2 separate regions of the Mus musculus genome follow, and region 2 is linked to region 1. The links are chromatin contacts, called in public Hi-C maps. All regions are on one chromosome and are shown on one strand. Each heading gives the region's core, a stretch centred on a gene start, on an enhancer-like site or on the middle of the called end of the contact. The rest is flanking DNA. Distances are from core to core; before and after follow the strand shown.

The links. Hi-C and Micro-C count contacts between places; a contact is called where the count stands out from the background.
Region 2: a Hi-C map of liver shows a contact between it and region 1, with 4 times the contacts expected there. The contact joins the enhancer-like site here to the promoter of Fmo2 in region 1. A contact is called at or near these places in 11 of 39 promoter capture datasets (the 3T3-L1 cell line, 3T3-L1-derived adipocytes, the HPC-7 cell line and 8 more), 1 of 15 datasets of contacts at CTCF or cohesin (liver), 5 of 484 Hi-C or Micro-C datasets (all in liver), 5 of 115 datasets of contacts at active chromatin or transcription factors (cardiomyocytes, heart atrium and liver) and 2 of 9 other capture datasets (adipose tissue and pancreatic islet).

What each region holds. Positions count from the first base shown.
Region 1 is chr1:162,897,473-162,900,327 of GRCm38.p6, reverse strand. It overlaps Fmo2 (flavin containing monooxygenase 2), which reads left to right and starts at 1,570. Exons shown (of 9, transcript NM_018881.4): 1 at 1,570-1,656; 2 at 2,017-2,154. The coding sequence starts at 2,023.
Region 2 is chr1:162,965,032-162,967,731 of GRCm38.p6, reverse strand. It overlaps Fmo3 (flavin containing monooxygenase 3), which reads left to right. Exons shown (of 9, transcript NM_008030.2): 5 at 717-859. Among named protein-coding and RNA genes, the nearest start is that of Fmo3, 18 kb to the left of the region's middle. Within about 2 kb of position 1,336, at least 3 of the 459 cell types and tissues checked have an H3K27ac peak or open chromatin away from gene starts, as enhancers often do. A contact at or near this core is called in liver, where this site is marked.

The sequences.
Region 1 (2,855 bases), core at 321-2,820:
CTCGGTGGTATGCATCTGGAACCAAGCACCAGGGAATTAAGGATAGGAGCATGCCTGGGGCTCATTGTCTAGAATGTCATGATGAGCTGGTGAGCTCCCAGGCTAGTGGGAGAGCTTGTCTCAAAGAATAAGGAAAATAGTAACTGAAGAACCAACCAGTACCCTCAGAGCTCCCAGGGACTAAACCACCAGCCAAAGAGTACACATAGAGTGACCCATGGCTACTGCCCCATATGTAGCAGAGGATTGCCTTGTTGGACATCAATGCGAGGAGAGGCCCCTGGTCCTGAGAAGCCTCGATGCCCCAGTGTAAGGGAATGCCAGGATAGAGAAGCGGGAGTGGGTGGGTTGGTAAGCAGTAAGAGAGGGGATGGGATAGGGGATTTCCGGGAGTGGGGGACCAGGGAAGGGGATAACATTTGAAATGTAAGAAAATATCTAATAAAAATTTTAAAAAGAGGTTTTTTATGTATTTTTTAAAATTAGGTATTTTCTTCATTTACATTTCAAGTCCCCCATACCCTCCCTCCCCCACTCCCTTACCCACCCACTCCCACTTCTTGGCCCTGGCGTTCCCCTGTACAGAGGCATATAAAGTTTGCACGACCAATGGGCCTCTCTTTCCAATGATGGCCAACTAGGCCATCTTCTGATACATATGCAGCTAGAGACACGAGCTCCGGGGGGGTACTGGTTAGTTCATATTGTTGTTCCACCTATAGGGTTGCAGATCCTAGCTCCTTGGGTGCTTTCTCTAGCTCCTCCATTGGGGGCCCTGTGATCCATCCAATAGCTGACTGTGAGCATCCACTTCTGTGTTTGCTAGGCCCCGGCATAATCTCACAAGAGATAGCTATCTCAGGGTCCTTTCAGCAAAATCTTGCTAGTGTATGCAATGGCGTCAGCGTTTGGAGGCTGATTATGGGGTGGATCCCTGGATATGGCAGTCTCTAGGTGGTCCATCCTTTCTTCTCAGCTCCAAACTTTGGCTCTGTAACTCCTTCCATGGGTGTTTTGTTCCCAAGAGGTTTTAATGTGTCAGTGAGGTAGCTTAGTGGGTAAAGACCCTTTCAGTCAGCCTGGTTTGAGTTGATCCCAGGGACCCACGGTAAAAGGAGAAAATCCATTCCTCCATATTGTCCTCTGACCTCCAAATGTGCACTGTAGCAATGCCCTCTGAAATAAATAAAACTGTAATCAAATGTAGAAAGAAAACCCTCATGTTTTCTGGCCTCCACCTCCATGCAGAAGTGGGTGCATGGACATATATACACATATATAATAGATGGAATAAGTTGCCAAATGTCAATGGTGTTTGTTGTAGGTATCTCTGAATGGTGATGGTAGGGGTGGATTTAATTTCTTTTTATTTATCTACTCTTTTCAATTTGCTAATGCACATTTTCTACACTGATGATAAACGTAATTATTTAGACCATCCGAATGCTATGTGTTCAGTGTTCCCGACCTTAAGAAGTGCATCTCTTGCTTAATTTCAATACTGATGAAGTCCTTAGAGGTTTAGCTGGCTGAGCGAACAAGCTCCTCCCACTTCTCACAGCCTCCTCCATCTCTTAAATACTCCCATCTCTCCGCACACAACCCTCAGGGGGAACTCTTCTGCCAAGAGGACAGTGCTAAGAAGCACAAATAAAGGTAAGGATGAGGGCTGGGGACAAAAGCTGAGGAGGAAGTTCTCGGGACGCCAGAGAACACAACCAGCTTTGGCTCACAACCCTGGGACTGCTTTGTTGAATAACTTGGCTTGCTCAACGGGATTCCTTTTTAATATTAAGCCAGGACTTTGTAAACACGTTTACAATGAAGGTCATATGACCAGACAAGTTTCTCTGAAGGGGAGGAAGGGTGAAGATTTGGTTAGTGAGGCATTTTATTCAATTAGTGCTGCGTATTAAACTACCACCCATCCTGTGGTAAGTCAGTTACCTGACCACAGGGCAGGATCCTCTTACCTTTGTCCTTGCTAAGCAGTAATGACTGATCAACTATTGACAGGAGACAATGGCAAAGAAGGTTGTGGTGATTGGAGCAGGGGTCAGTGGCCTAATCTCTCTGAAGTGCTGCGTGGACGAGGGTCTGGAGCCCACCTGCTTCGAAAGGACTGAAGATATAGGGGGACTGTGGAGATTCAAAGTAAGTGAGACCTTTCTTACCTCAGAATAGGTCACGCTGAGATCGCCAAGAAGGCTGTTGGGCCTTATTGAAAGATATCTTAAGCAGCTCTGATCCAATTTTATTTTTATTTACTTATGCAGCTAACCAGGAAATGAACTCAGGCTGGCATCTCTCCCAGGTCAATGCTGTGCCAACCTGTGTGATCAATCCAGGGATGTAGGGAACCTTCTCTTTAAAATCCAGCTAAAGCAAAACAGCCCGTGTTTTTATCATTGTCCGACAAGCCAGCTAGGTAATATGCTAATATTAGGGAGCACTTTATAAAATAGAAGTAAACAGAATTATATTTATGTCATCACCTTTAATCATTGAGCAAAGTGCTTCTTCAGAGAATGGACCCCTATCACTACTGACTTTATTTTTCTCTGAAAATTAAGCCATGTTTGCCTACTGAGCTTTTCTGGTTATCTGGTTTTCTAGTAAAACCGCTGTGAACCTCTTTATTGTGTATTTTCTATTAAACAAAGTCATTCTATTTACTAGCTGTCATTCAAATTTTTATTAACAGATTCACAGACAACTATAAAGACTTACGGTCTGTGACTGAAACTATTTACGTTCCCACCTCACAGTGGGAGCACATGCCTAGAGCCCCACCACAAAGGAGAGTGAAGCAGGAGGACTAGAAACGTGAAGTCAGCTTGGGCTACATAACAAAA
Region 2 (2,700 bases), core at 87-2,586, 68 kb before region 1:
TCGTGGTGTCTATTTCAGTGTGTTCTCTGATGCTAGTAATAGAATACCTGGCAATCAAGACATTGTTGAAGAACTAAGCTTATTTTCCAAATATTTACAGACACTAGAAAGTCTAAGCAGCATGGTAGCTAGGACTGTCTTCCATCGCAACATACACACACACACACACACACACACACACACACACACACACACACACACCAGTTGCATCACAGCATGGTAAAGAAAGGGAAAAAGAATAGGTCAACTCCAGCTGGTAAGGATTACTACATGAGACAGGCAGCTAGAGAGACTCAACAGCAAAGCTTGTTCTTTTTTAGAACAATAGAGCTTACTTCTCTCTCGTGTAACTAAACTCGCCCTTTCCACGGGTGATGTCCTAAATGACCAAATCACTTCCCAGCTGTCTCCACCTCTTATATCCACACCTCAGTACCACTATGCTGGGGACCAAGCTGGCAGTACCTGTACCTCTGGGCAATAAACTTAAGCCATCCCCAAACTGTGGTAATGTCTTTTTAATTAGACTACAAGCAGTCAACTTAAAACATGTTTCTGATATATATAGACATGTGTGTGTGTGTGTGTGTGTGTGTGTGTGTGTGTGTGTGTGTGTGTGTGTTAGGATTACTAAGTTGTCTTATTTCATGACCACTAAAGTTGCTTTATTTTCCTGGAAATGAAATTGATTCACATGCTTCTCACTTCTCACTCAGGACTGAACCGTTTTAAAGGCAAATGCTTCCACAGCAGGGACTATAAGGAACCAGGAATATGGAAGGGAAAACGAGTCCTGGTGATTGGCCTGGGGAACTCAGGCTGTGACATTGCTGCAGAACTCAGCCATGTAGCTCAGAAGGTACAGTAGCCCACGTGGTCCACGGACAATCTTAAAGGGACAGAAGCCATTACTTGAAAGCTGTGCTATGGAATGGGGTGGCATGTGAACGCCAGGTGATATTTCATATGCCTCAGCATTCTAGGTGACAAGTGAGATTTGAAATGGCTTTACAGGTATCACTGGCAATGCTTCCCACCCAGCTAGCTTCTTGAGACATTTGTATACCTCGTGTGTGTCTGATCGATTTCTCTAAAGTTAACGTGAACTTGAGGTGAAAGTTATGACTGAGACTCTTAGACAAGTGGTTCTAGACTTGTGGGTTTCTGGTCTCCTCGTCAATAAAACAGATAAAAACAGAACCAATTTAGAAATAAGATTGTTATGGAGTTAAACCAGGATTCAGTCAATAAAAACAGAGAGCCCCATGTTCACTGCATGCGTGCATTCGTTCAATAGTTACTTGTTGTTCCAGGCACTGGCGTGCTGGTTTGGAGAAAGAATGTTGAGCAAAGCAAACATAACCCTCACTCTTGAACTCCAAGCTATTAGGTCAATGCTCTCAGGTGTAAATTACTACTGTGAAAAGGGCTAGCAAAGAAAATACAGCACACAATCCCTGTGATTGACGGGGGCAATCTATCCACATGTGGAGGAAAAGACCCCTGGAGATGACAGCACACACGCAGAGAACCAGCATTGAGAAAAGCACGGTTTGGGAAGAGGTGTCCAGGCAGAAGGTCTCATAGTAAGACACTTTGGTCTCTCAAAAATGGACACCAGGCCTCTGAGCTGCATGTCAGTGGGTCTGGGTAAGAAGGATATGACGGGAAGCTGAAAGGAAGATGGAGAGGGGGTGATGAAGGTCCTTTAGGGGTGTGACTTTAAACAAATGTCAATCCTCACTCTAAAAGATTCATTAAGGGTTCATAAGCACAAAGACAGGAATCCAATTCCCAGATGTTATGCCTACTGGTGTAACATAAGCCCAGTACAGGTCCCTAATAAAGTTTCCGGGCATCCCCAGCAGATGTCCAGTTTTACTCCAGGATATTGCAGTCAAGACGTACAGATACCATGTCAAGACAAATGGTATAAAAATCTATTCCTAGGCCTCTATCCATGCTACACTTGATAACCAGGATGCGTACAAAGAAATTTACCACTCAGGAGGTAGTAAAATCTAGCCAACACACCTCTTTCTCTCTCTCTCTCTCTCTCTCTCTCTCTCTCTCTCTCTCTCTCACACACACACACACACACACACACTCATTCACATACACTCATTCACACTCACTCTCACAGACACTGGCACACACAAACAAGCTCAAGAACTAAGCAGAATGCATGATAACAGTATAAGAGCTACCACTGGAATGAAGAATAAAAGGATAATTCTGTCACTAAATGACTAAAAGATTGTAGAGTCTGAGGCCATACCAAGGGGATGGACCTGAACCCATTCTTGAAAACCATACCACTGAAGTGGTGTCAATAGCTATTCTTAGAAGGGGGAAAGACAGCAAAGAAAGAAAACAGGACCCAGCACTGTGTATTAGAGGGCTTCTGACTCATCTTGATGAAATGAAAGTTCTTAATAGTAACAGCAGATATACTGCATCAGGGTACTTTGGTACTCCCCATAAGTGAGTGCTTTTAACTGTTAGTACAAAGTTTTCCCATTGGAGGGAAAAAAAAAAGAAGAAGAAGATAGCTGAAGACAGAACATCAGCAAGTTCTTAGGTGACTAAGGGGAACGTAAGCTCTGAGTGGCAGAAGACCTAAGAGAAGTAAAATTCAGAGTTTCCGATTCCAAGGGCAGAGGAGCTCAGGAACTGAGAGAGGAAAAAACACAGGAGTCC